3 separate regions of the Bos taurus genome follow, and all the other regions are linked to region 2. A link is a contact called in public Hi-C data. All regions are on one chromosome and are shown on one strand. Each heading gives the region's core, a stretch centred on a gene start, on an enhancer-like site or on the middle of the called end of the contact. The rest is flanking DNA. Distances are from core to core; before and after follow the strand shown. Region 1 holds the start of FKBP9 (FKBP prolyl isomerase 9). Region 2 holds the start of AVL9 (AVL9 cell migration associated). Region 3 holds the start of NT5C3A (5'-nucleotidase, cytosolic IIIA).

Region 1 (3,671 bases), core at 624-3,123, 160 kb after region 2:
TATCTTTACCTTTCTGAGCTTTTAGTCTACTGTTGACTCTTCTTGACTGGATTCAGTTTTTAAACTTGGCCAGTTCTCACAATGTCACCCCCAGAAGTTTAATGGAAATCTTTTTTCTTTTTTTAAATTTCAGCTTGACTTTATCAGTTCTTAGGTTGATGTTATCAGTAATGCCAAGAGGTAAATTTTCTCTTTGGTAGATTGCTACAGAAATCCAATTCAAAGAATGTTGGTTAGGATTTAAAGAGACATTGTAGAGCACACATACTGTTTGATCGATAATTAACATTTAAAAAGGAAAAGCAAGGGAATTCCCTGGTGGTTCAGTGGTTGGGGACACTGCTTTCACTGCTGTGGGCCCAAGGTCAATCCCTGGCTGTGCAACATGGCCAATAAATAAATAAATAAAATAAAAGGAATGACTAGAAATCAAGCCACTGGGAAGCACTACAAGGCAAAGTGGAAGTGGCAATCACTGCCTGACTGTGTCTGTCTTCTTTTCCATGCTGGAGTGTCTCCTCTCTTACAGGATCACAGAATTTTAGGATTGGAAATCTTAGAAATCAACCCCTTCATTTTGCAGATGAAGAAACTGAGGCCCAGCTAGGTGCCATGTGTTGCCCACAGTCAAGGGAGTGCAAGATTCCTGACTGGAACCAGGCTGACTTTTTGGTTTGTTTCTGTGTAAAACCTGGCAGAGTGATTAAAAAGCATAAAGAACTAATGAAAAGTACATAGAAATAAGCAAGTCATCACCACAAATTCAACTTACCAGTGGTTGAATTGTATTAGCAGGTTTTCTATTTCAATAAAATAAGCTCTGTTAGGAATAATGGACGTTTCTTTAGTGCTACATGTAGCTTCTCATTAGATCCTGGATCTAATAAAATCTATAATGCTCTAATAATTATAATTTTAAAAAATTATCACATTTTATCTTCATCTTACAGAGGACACTGACTTAATTTGCAGGTCACCTAGATAGTCCACATTTTTTTTTTCCCCTTTAATAAGGTGGATTCAATCTACTCACCATTTGTTAGCATTTTTGCATTTCTAGTTAGAGATTAGGTGGGTAACCAGCTTTTCTCCCCCTTGCTATCTTTGCCAGGTTTTGGTATTGGGATTGTTTGCTTCCCAAACAAGTTGACAAACCTTTGGTGATTTGCTTTCATTAGTCCAAGTTTCAATAAATAAGAACAAACAATTCAAAACTAAGAATGCATTTAACTACTCTAGTAAATTTTCCCACAGAATCTGGGTCTGTAATGTGAAGTCTTAACTAGCTTAGTCACAGGGGTGGGACCATGTGGGATGTTTGCTAGTAATTATCACTCACAACATCTTAAAACGTTTGTCTGAGCAACTGTCATGGAGTCTCCCCTTTCTCCAAGTATTAAAAGAAAATCCTGGGGAAAGAAATCTCGAAGATGGCTTCAGTCTGTTTCAACGTAGAATCCAGCCCTGAAACTAAGTTTCTTTAAAAAAAGTTTTCCTCCCTTCCCAAATCAGCAAAGGGTAACTGGATCCGCGGCCACGTAGGAGCCTCTAGGGGCCCTAAATCCGGAGTCTCTAGGGGTAGGCAGAGATCCGCGGGTTTGCCTGGGCCAGAAAAGTCTCTTCTAACTGTAGATCGCAGCCCAATCCCAAAGAGTTCTTGATTTCTCTCTCGGGGACTGGTCCCTTTGAACTTCCAGAAGGCCCGCCTCTTCCCCGGGCTGGCCAGCTCACTGGACCGGACCCGCTCGGGCGGCGCAGGGCGCAGCAGGGCTGGCCTGGCGCGCGGCCGCGGCTCCTCCCCTCCCTCGGATGTGGCCGGGGGGCGGGGGCCGGGGGCCGGGGGGCGGGAGAGAGGGGTGGCTGTTGCCGCCCGGGGAGAGCCGGGAGTCTTTTCCACGTTTGCAAAGGCCGCCGCACATCCAGGCCCGAACCGCGCCGCCCGAGCTCCGTGCGCCCTCGCGGCTCCCCGCCGCGCCCCCTCCTCTCCTCGCCCCCGATGGCTATCAGGGCCCGGAGTTGGCGGCCCCCGCCGCCGCCGCTGCTCCTGCTGCTTCTCTGGGTGACCGGGCAGGCGGCCCCTGTGGCGGGCCTGGGACTGGGTTCGGACTCGGAGCTGCAGATCGAGCGGCGCTTCGTGCCCGAGGAGTGTCCGCGCACCGTGCGCAGCGGCGACTTCGTGCGCTACCACTACGTGGGGACGTTCCCCGACGGCCAAAAGTTCGACTCCAGGTACCGCGCCCCGCGCGCCAGCCGGACCTCTGAGGCTGCAGCGCCCGTTTTCCCGCTTCCCGGTCTCCGGACAGGCCTTTCCCTCCCGACGGACCTCCCCCAGCTCCGCCCCTCGAACCCCCGCTCCTCCCTTTCCCTATTCTCACCCCAAAGCTTCCCCGACCCTTCATCCCTTCAGCCTGGGGGCTGCGGGGGCCCTGGAGCCTGCCGGCCCTTTTGCTCGCCTGGTGGGCTGGAATCCTCCTGGGAACTTGCGCAGCGGGGTTGGCGCAGACCACCCACTCCTCCGCCCTGCGCAGTAACACGCGCGAAATCTTCGTAAAGAGCTAGCCCCCTAGCCGACCCCCTAGAGTAAATGTTAGTGTCCGCCTGTCTGTCTCCCTTGACTGTTCCTTCCGGCAAGGCCCTTGAGTGTCAAGTCATTCATGCCTCTCGATGATGATGATGATGGAGGTGGCGACAGCCGCTAACATTTATGGATTGTTACAGTTGTTACAGGGTAGTTCTCAGTGGTTTCCATATAACGAATTTATTTAATTCTTAACTACAGTTTTCTGTGTAGGTATTATCATTACCCTTATTTTGCCAGTGAGATAACTTGAGTCCATGGAGGCTGAGAAACTTGTTTAAGCGAGATCGTTTTGAAACCCGAATAATCCAAGTCCAGGATTTGTGCCCATTAACTACCGCCCTCCCCTTATGGCCTTAAGAAAAACTCACTAGGCAGGAGGTCGTCCAGAGCAAGTCACTCAGCTTTGCCCCATGGCTGGTGTCCACAGCGAGATCACAGCACCTCTCCCAGCTTCCCCAGTTTAGCATTAGGGTTAACAGGCCCCTTCTCCAGCTCCAAGCTGCTCTCCTTCCCCAGACTTTGTTACGGTCCTAGGTCTGTGTCCACACTTCTCTTCGTGAATCACCAGGCTAAGTAAAGAGAACAATTTGTTAGTATCTGCTTTGTGCTTGAGGCGGGGCTAAGCTCATTCGTGAGGTTATCTTTTAAAAGGTACTCTTAGTCTTGCCTTTTAAAAAATTCCAGTGAGTGTATATACAAAAGCTGGTTAGTATTTGATGTAGCACATAGCAAGCACTGAGAAATATTCATTCTCATATTGTTTCAGTTGCTTCTTTTTAATACAGGTTTATTGAGATATAATTTACTTTCCATACAATTCACCCATTTAAAGTGTATGATTCAATTTTTTTTTTTAGTATATTCACAGAGTTGTGAAAATCGTCACAACTCTCTAATTCTAGAATATTTTCCACACTCCAAAAAAAGAAAGCCATCAGCAATCACTCTCTTCCCCTCCAGGTCTAGGTAACCACTAATCTTCTTTCTTTTTATGGAATCTTGCCATTTGCAGCCTTTGGGTTTGGTTTCTTTCACATAAGGTCGGTTCATTTATGCTGTAGCATGTATCAGCTCTTTATTGCTATTTATG
Region 2 (3,747 bases), core at 79-2,578:
AGCCATTCCCTTCTACAGTGTATGGTCCCTATCCAGGGACTGAACCCAGGTCTTCTGCATTGCAGGCAGATTCTTTACCATCTGAGCTGCCATTATACAGTTTTTCCCAGCCATACTTAGATTAGAATGTAGGTCCTTAAATTTTAAGGCCAGAGTGGAAAACATCAACTATTAAGGTTGTCTAAACTAAGAGATGGGCAACTTGTAATGATAAACTTCACAACTAGTTATTGCAATGATTGTGAATGCTATTTGAAGCAGGCACCTACCTTCAAACTGCCCTGGACAAGATTTGTTAAATCTGCTAGTATTTCCACTATTCACTTTAAATTGACATAAAATGAGATTCAGTTTCTTTTTTAATTCAACTAGTACAATCAGTAAGGAAATAAAAACCTCTGATGATAACTGACTCCATGTATTTTGTGCTGATTAGAGTACTAAACCCAGAAAGATAGAATGAAAAAAAAATTTTTTTTTTTAATAGCAGGACTAAATTGGCCTTTCCTGGTGGCTCAGACAGTTAAGAATCTGCCTACAATGCAGGAGACCTGGGTTCAATCCCTGGGTCGAGAAGATCACCGGGAGAAGGGAACAGCTACCCACTCCAGTATTGCCTGGATAATTTCATGGACAGAGGAGCCTGGCCGGCTACAGTCTATGGTGTCGCAAAGAGTCTGACACGACTGAGCAACCAACGCTTTCACAACAAAGTAAAAAATAAAATATCAGGACTAGAATAATCATTTTTACAGGTCTCCCTGTAAATTTACTTTATTTTCAAGGATATTCTGCACGAGGCCTTAAAACGCTTCCAAACTCCTATACATAATATTTAAATAAGGAAAAAACACAGAACGAAGCAAAAGAGCAACTGTGGGTAAGCAAGTAACTTAAAGGCTGAATACACAGATGTAGAGGTGCACCGATATGTCTCCATGTTACCAAAATTTAAGGATAAAGGCTCCAGGTCAGAGAGGCGAAGGGAAGGAGGTGGAAGAATTGGATACACAGAAAATGAAGGGGGAAAAAGGTAGGAAAAAACTGACGGAAGAGATGGGTAGGGGCGGAGATGTTAAGGAGGAAAAAGCAAGGACAGAGGAGGAAGGGGGAGAAGGTAGCACAGAGCGGGGGGGTGAACTGGGGACAGGTGTGCCCAGAGGCCCCACCAGGCCCCGCCCTCAGCCCCGCCCACCTAGCGCCCCCGCCCCGCCCCGCTCCCCAGGCCCCGCCCCGCCATCAGGCCCAGCCCTCTCAGGTCCCTCCCGGTCCTTCCCAGTCCCGCCTCGCCCGCGGCGGCCCCGGCATCAGGTGACAGCCCGGAAACAGCGGAAGCGGATGAGGGAAGCGCGGCCGCGGCCCGGGGGGGCGGTGCAGAGCTGCAGGATCCTCGGCCTCTTCCCGGCCCCCTTCGCGGCTCTCATGCGGCTCCCTCGCTGACACCTGAAATCCACCTCTCGCCGTCCTCCTGGGGATCGCGGGGTCGCCGAGCTTGCCGCCCTCGGCGGCTGAAGTCATCGTTGTGCGGGCCCGCGGCGGTCGTCCATGGAGATCAGGCGGGGCGGCGATGGCCCCCCACGGGGGCCCGTCCTGCACATCGTAGTGGTCGGCTTTCATCACAAGAAGGGCTGCCAGGTGAGGAAGGGGCCTGTGCCCGCCCCTGGCTGTTCTGGCGTTCGCGCGCCGCCGACACCCACGCCGTTCCGCTCGGCTCAGACCATCTTCCAGTGCCCTCGGCCCTCCGCCCCTGAACTTGACTCCTCTCTCCTGATCCTCGCACTCACCTTACCTGAAGCCCACCCCGCACGCTCCCTGTTTTCCCCTCCCCCTGAAAATTGTATCTTGAGCAGCGGAGGAGCTATGTGTCGGTATGTTGGGGTTGGTAGATATTTAGGTTCTTCTGTGGAGTCAGAGGAAGGAATCGATGGTCGGCCCACTCTCTTCCTCATCCATCTCGGTCTCCGTTGACTTTCTGGTTGTCTGCTTTTAGTGGGATTCCCTTAGAAAAAAAAAATCAGCACTTGGGCTGCGTTTTCAAGGTAATGAGCTCTGGGCTTCCGCACGAGTACCTTAGGATGGTCGAAGCACATGCGGCACCGTGGGAAAATCAACTTCCTTTGTTTATCTGTGAAAGCCCTGGAACCCCTGTTGGGCTGATGTACTGACTCCGCCCCCCTTCCCATTCGGCCTTCGAGTTCCTTTTTAGTCTTGTCCAGATCTTCCCTTTTGATGAGAGGTAGACTCTCCAGTTCAGTTGCAGTGAGGGGAAGTGTTATTTACTGAGCAAAGAAACGTGCAAATATTAAGTCATTTTTAAGCTTCTTCACTGAAATGGTGAACGGGAACAATAGGACATCTGCAATCTATGTATCGAAGGCAGGGGAACAAAGGTAGAGGATTATTTAATGAGCGCAGAACTGGAAGGCAATGATGTCATAATGTGCTAGTGAACAGTAAATTGAAATGCTTAAAGTAATAAAAATGCTGATTGCTACCGCTAGGTAATGTAGCATTTCAAAGAAAATGTAATATTTTAAAAGACTGATTGGCAAAATTTCAGTTCATTAGAGGATAATGACAGAAAAATGATGGAATGAAAGTAGTTGTGTATGTATGTGTTTTAAAGACAGCTTCACTTAAAAATATATTCCTCATCCTTCAAGTAAAAATGACATAGTTACCAAGGAGGAAGTGACATTGTTCAGGGTAGTATTAGAAAATTCCAAGCAACAGCAGTGGAATATATATGGTTTTTAAATGTGGCCTTATATTTGGAGGTAAGAAAATAAATATTTGAGATAATTGTACTATGGCATGTAAGTAGTGCCTTTATGCTCAGTCGTGTCTGACTCTTTTCAACCCCATGGATTGTAGCCCTGCCAGGCTTCTCTGTCCATGGGATTCTCTAGGCAAGAATAACTGGAGTGGGTTGCCATTTCCTACCCAAGGGATCTTCCCGAGCCAGGGGTAGAGTCCACGTTTCCTGCATGGCAGGTGAGTTCTTTACCACTGGGCTACCTAGGAAGCCTGTAAACAGTGTTCATCATCCTTAGACTTTTAATACTTTAAAACTTCATCTAGTTGTATGACAACTAACATCAAAGAGATGAAGTTTTATAGTATTAAAAATCTAAGGATGATGAACACCGCTTACCTCAGATATGGGTGAAGAAACTGAAACTTGGAGGAAGTAACTGATCTTGCCACGGTTATGCTGGAGTCAGGCTTAGAATTGCCTTGGCACCACGTGTGTTCATTCAGCTGAGCCACATGGCATGTAGGAGTCTGTATGAAAAAGTAAGGAGTGGGTCCCGTTCACAACCAAACGAAATTTTTAATGACAAAAAAGAAGAAAATATTCGTAGGGAATAGAATAAAATCTTTTAATCATTTTTGTCATCTAAAGTCAAGATTATTATGTGTTCTCTCTGTTTTATTGGTAGAAGTAATATAATTTATGTTTCCAGTAAGGAAAAATGATTTATTGTATGAAAAATATATACTAATTAGGGATTGCTGCTGCTGCTAAGTCACTTCAGTCGTGTCCGACTCTGTGCGACCCCATAGAGGGCAGCCCACCAGGCTCCCCTGTCCCTGGGATTCTCCAGGCAAGAACACTGGAGTGGGTTGCCATTTCCTTCTCCAATGCATGAAAGTGAAAAGTGAAAGTGAAGTCGCTCAGTCGTGTCTGACTCTTCGAGACCCCATGGACTGCAGCCTACCAGGCTCCTCCGTCCATGGGATTCT
Region 3 (4,033 bases), core at 408-2,907, 220 kb after region 2:
GTAAATTGAATACTTTTAAAGCCCCTCTTGACTGTCTTATAGGAAAGTGAAAAAATATTAAAATTTATTGATATTATTAGCTTAAAAAGCTGTGATTTCTGCTTTAAGTTTGCTACTTTCAGAAACATTTAAACTATACAATAAAGTAATGAAATTTTGAATGATAAACTGTATACTACTTATATAAGAAAAGGTATGTATTACTACAATATGACAGGGTATCAGTAATAGTCCTAAAAATCTTACTGCATATCTCTGGCAACATACATCACTTGTCCTAAGCGTGGGTTTTTAATAATGACACTTAGGGTGATCAGCACATGGAAAATCGAACTATAAATTCATTATTTATAAAACATTATAAAATCAGTTTCTTGGGGGGCATTTAAAGAATTCTCCCTAATTAGATTTTCAAGGCAGCAGTAAAAAAATAGCAACAACAAAAAGTACCAACTGGAAAGTGAAACTGTCTCTTGATACAAACATAAAACAAAAATGAAACTGAATAGCAAAAGGTGGGAGAGTAAAAGAAGGTAGAAGAAAACAGATTTCAAAGCTTAGCTATTTAAAAATTGGAAATTTATACCAATTTTCTTAAATAGCAAAACGTGGCTTCTCAGAATATTATAGATACTTATGAAAATACCCAATTTCAGAGCTTAGAGTTTATTCATCTATCCTCCACACCTCCTCTGCCCTACTACCTAATCGTGTTTTTCAAGATAAGAAAACCAAGGCACAGGGAAAATAGATAATTTATACTGATTACCCTCAGAAAACTCTTGAGTTATTCTGTCCTTGAGTTTGTCCTACAACAAAGGCATAGGTAGTAAACAATATCCGGGGATGCAGGGCTTGGACACAGACTGCCAATAAAAACCAAGTAAACCACCTTTAAGAAGTGGTCTGCTGCATTAGCTAACATAAAAGATAAGGCAATTCAATTATTTAAATCTCAGTTAACCACAACATTCTAGGCTCTTATAGTAATACATATGTTTGAATCGATGGTAATGTATATGTTTGAATCTTAATTTTCATCATACAGTATGTTTTAATCCTTACAGACAGTAATCCAGCTTTTATCAATTTATAAAACATAACTAATATAAAGCCATTCCATGATATCCTGGTTAAAGCTTATAGGCACAAAATAAAAATTAATTATCTTTATTATTAGCAATAATAAAAAATTCCTAATCCTAGGTACACAAATCACGTGGCTATCAGCAAAACTGAGTCACACAACAACTAAATGAACAACAAAATTAGATTTTTTCTTCCCCCTGAAGAGATTTCTGAGGGTACATGGCTTTTTCTTAATATCAATGCGTGAAACAAGATGTTCTTAAAATTAGATCCTACAAATTAGAATTTCTGAGACCCAAGACACTGCAAAGTTCTCCATATTCACATCTTTGCAAACTATAAAAAAGTTTTGTGTTACACAGGATCGTTCTATTTTAATTTAATTTGGATTTTTAAATGCCTAAAATTTCAACAAGATACAGAATCAAGTTAAGAATCAGATGAAGTTCAACAAGAGAAACTCACTGTTTATATGAACTGTAGACACTTACCCTGTAAAGTAACCGGACAAGCTACAGCAGCAAAAGAAAATTCTTCCTGTCTGAGGAGTACTAATATAGCACAAGGTGCAGCTGAGGGCGGTCCCAGAAGCCTTGGCTAATATGCTCTATGCAAAATCAGTCTTGTGACGCATTACTACACAGTGCTTTATTATGCTCTGGGTGACAGGCTTGCTAGCTCTGCACTAGTCACCAGTCTACAGAACAGGATCAAATAAAATAATGCGGCAGTTAAGAAAGAGAAGGTAAATTTGTACTATTAGAGCACCGCCAACTTGCTCTGCAAAGAAAAGAGGAACCTCAATAGTTTTAAGACTTGAAAACACCCTCTTCCTCATCGTGTGATTCAATTGTCGGCGCACTTGTAGTATGTGTACTTCTCTGTACGAATATTATATTTTAATACAAAGTGAAAAAGATCAGGTCCTGTTTGCCAGGGCTGGGGGAGGGGAGAGCAGGGAGCTATTGCTCAACAGGTACAGAGTTTCAATTTGGAAGACGGAAAGTGTTCTGGAGATGGACGGCAGCAGTGGTGGTGGTTTCATAACAATGTCAATACACTTAATGCTGCTGAACTGTACACTTAAAAACAGTTAAAAGGGTAAACTCTGTCATGTGTATTTTACAGTTTTAAAACGATTAGCTCGTGTAAGACATGTGAAAAAGAATATTTGCATTAAAGTGTGCTAAGTTGTTAACAATCTTCATTGCAGGGTAGTGGGATTTAAAGTGATTTTTATGTTTTTCTCCATATTTTCCTACACTGTAAATTTCAACAAGACCATGCACAGATCTACTAAAAAATCTGAACAGAATGAAAATTAATTTTTATGGTTAAGAAATTGAAAAAGCTCCTTTCCTGCTGGAAATGAAAGCAAACCGTTGTGAAGATAAATATTTTTAACCTTTAAAGAGAAATCAGTCTTGTTTTTAACCTGAGTCGTAGGATTAAATATGCTAATACCATGTGGCAGGGCCTAATAGATAAGTTATGTTACTGGCTCTGGGAAGCTTTATCATTAGGAACAGGGCTATGCTACACTCATGTAAATAAGTTTGTATACTAGCCTTTTCACATCTATACTCAAAGGAACCTGAACCAACATAACATTTCAGTAATCAAACTTTGTGAAGCAGCACTCTGTACTACAAATGATACAAAAAATTTTAAAAGTTGTTTTTTAAAAAAGGCCACTAACAAATTACCCAAACTTGATATCTACCAAATGTTAAAAATTTGGCATTACTATCTTATTTTAATAAGATGAGAAGATTGACAACATAATATTCCTCTTAGAGGATAATCTTTTATATTCTAGTAATGGAGGCTCAGGACTTCCCTGGTGGCTCAGTGGTAGAGAACCCACCTGTCAATGCAGGAGACACAGGTTTGATCCCTGGGTTGGGAAGATCCCCTGGAGAAGGAAATGGCAACCCACGCCAGTATTCTTGTCTGGGAAATCCCATGGACAGGGGAGCCTGGTGGGCTACAGTCCAAGTGGTTGCAGGAGTCAGACACTTAAGCGGCTCAACAACAACAATGGAGGCCTAAGGGCAGCTAGGTGATCCATTCTGAAAACACCTCTGTTCTATGTATGAATGTGTTGACTAAACTGTCCTCTAATATATTAAAATGCTTAGCACTGACAAGAATTTTAAAGATACCTTTTTAAAAGATCACTCCAAACGCATCATCTCCAAAGTGAAAGTGAAGTCACTCAGTCGTGTCCGACTCTTTGCGACCCCATGGACTGTAGCCCACCAGGCTCCTCCATCCATGGGATTTTCTAGGCAAGTATACTGGAGTGGGTTGCCATTTCCTTCTTCATCTCCAAGGAAAACAACAAAAAATGATGGAGTTGGAGTTCCACAACCTTTTAGGAGGGGAATTTAGAAATACTATTAAAAGCTTTAGAAATACACATTCCCTTTGTACAGACCAACTTTATGTCCTAAGGACTTTACCCTAAGGACATAGGGCAGTGTATGAAGATTTAGTTGTAAGGATGTATATGGCAGAGTTGCTTTATAATACTGGGAAACTGTAAACACCTTAAATGCCCAGTATCTAAATGTTTATTGATACAAGGGAGGTGAATAAATTGTGGCATACACGTAAAAATTATACAGTTCTCAAAGATGATTACTATAAATAGTTACAACCTACTGTATGTTTACTGAGTGCCAGACACTTTTAAGCACTTGACATACCTCATCTCATCTCATCTTATAACCTGAGAAGGTGTGGGCTACTATTATCCTCATAGCTGGCAAATGGCAGAAATGGATTCAAACTCAGGTTTCTGTGACTTCAGAATCCATGCCTGTAAATCAATACACAGTACTGCTCTGTGAGATCAATATTTACAGATAAACTGTGATATACATGATCTATTATTGAGTGAAAGGAGTTGTGAGAGTATCGATAGCCAGAGTCCAATTTT

Evidence for each region. A called contact is a pair of places that touch in the nucleus more often than the background predicts.
Region 1: a Hi-C map of skeletal muscle shows a contact between it and region 2, with 3 times the contacts expected there. The contact joins the promoter of FKBP9 here to the promoter of AVL9 in region 2. A contact is called at or near these places in 2 of 11 Hi-C or Micro-C datasets (liver and skeletal muscle).
Region 3: a Hi-C map of blood shows a contact between it and region 2, with 2.9 times the contacts expected there. The contact joins the promoter of NT5C3A here to the promoter of AVL9 in region 2.

What each region holds. Positions count from the first base shown.
Region 1 is chr4:63,852,775-63,856,445 of ARS-UCD2.0, reverse strand. FKBP9 (FKBP prolyl isomerase 9) reads left to right here and starts at 1,873. Exons shown (of 10, transcript NM_001046372.2): 1 at 1,873-2,229. The coding sequence starts at 1,997. It overlaps LOC132345104 (a long non-coding RNA gene), which reads right to left and starts at 1,678. Exons shown (of 4, transcript XR_009494236.1): 1 at 1-1,678.
Region 2 is chr4:64,007,800-64,011,546 of ARS-UCD2.0, reverse strand. AVL9 (AVL9 cell migration associated) reads left to right here and starts at 1,328. Exons shown (of 16, transcript XM_059885886.1): 1 at 1,328-1,635. The coding sequence starts at 1,546.
Region 3 is chr4:63,785,894-63,789,926 of ARS-UCD2.0, reverse strand. NT5C3A (5'-nucleotidase, cytosolic IIIA) reads right to left here and starts at 1,657. Exons shown (of 10, transcript NM_001037597.1): 1 at 1,581-1,657.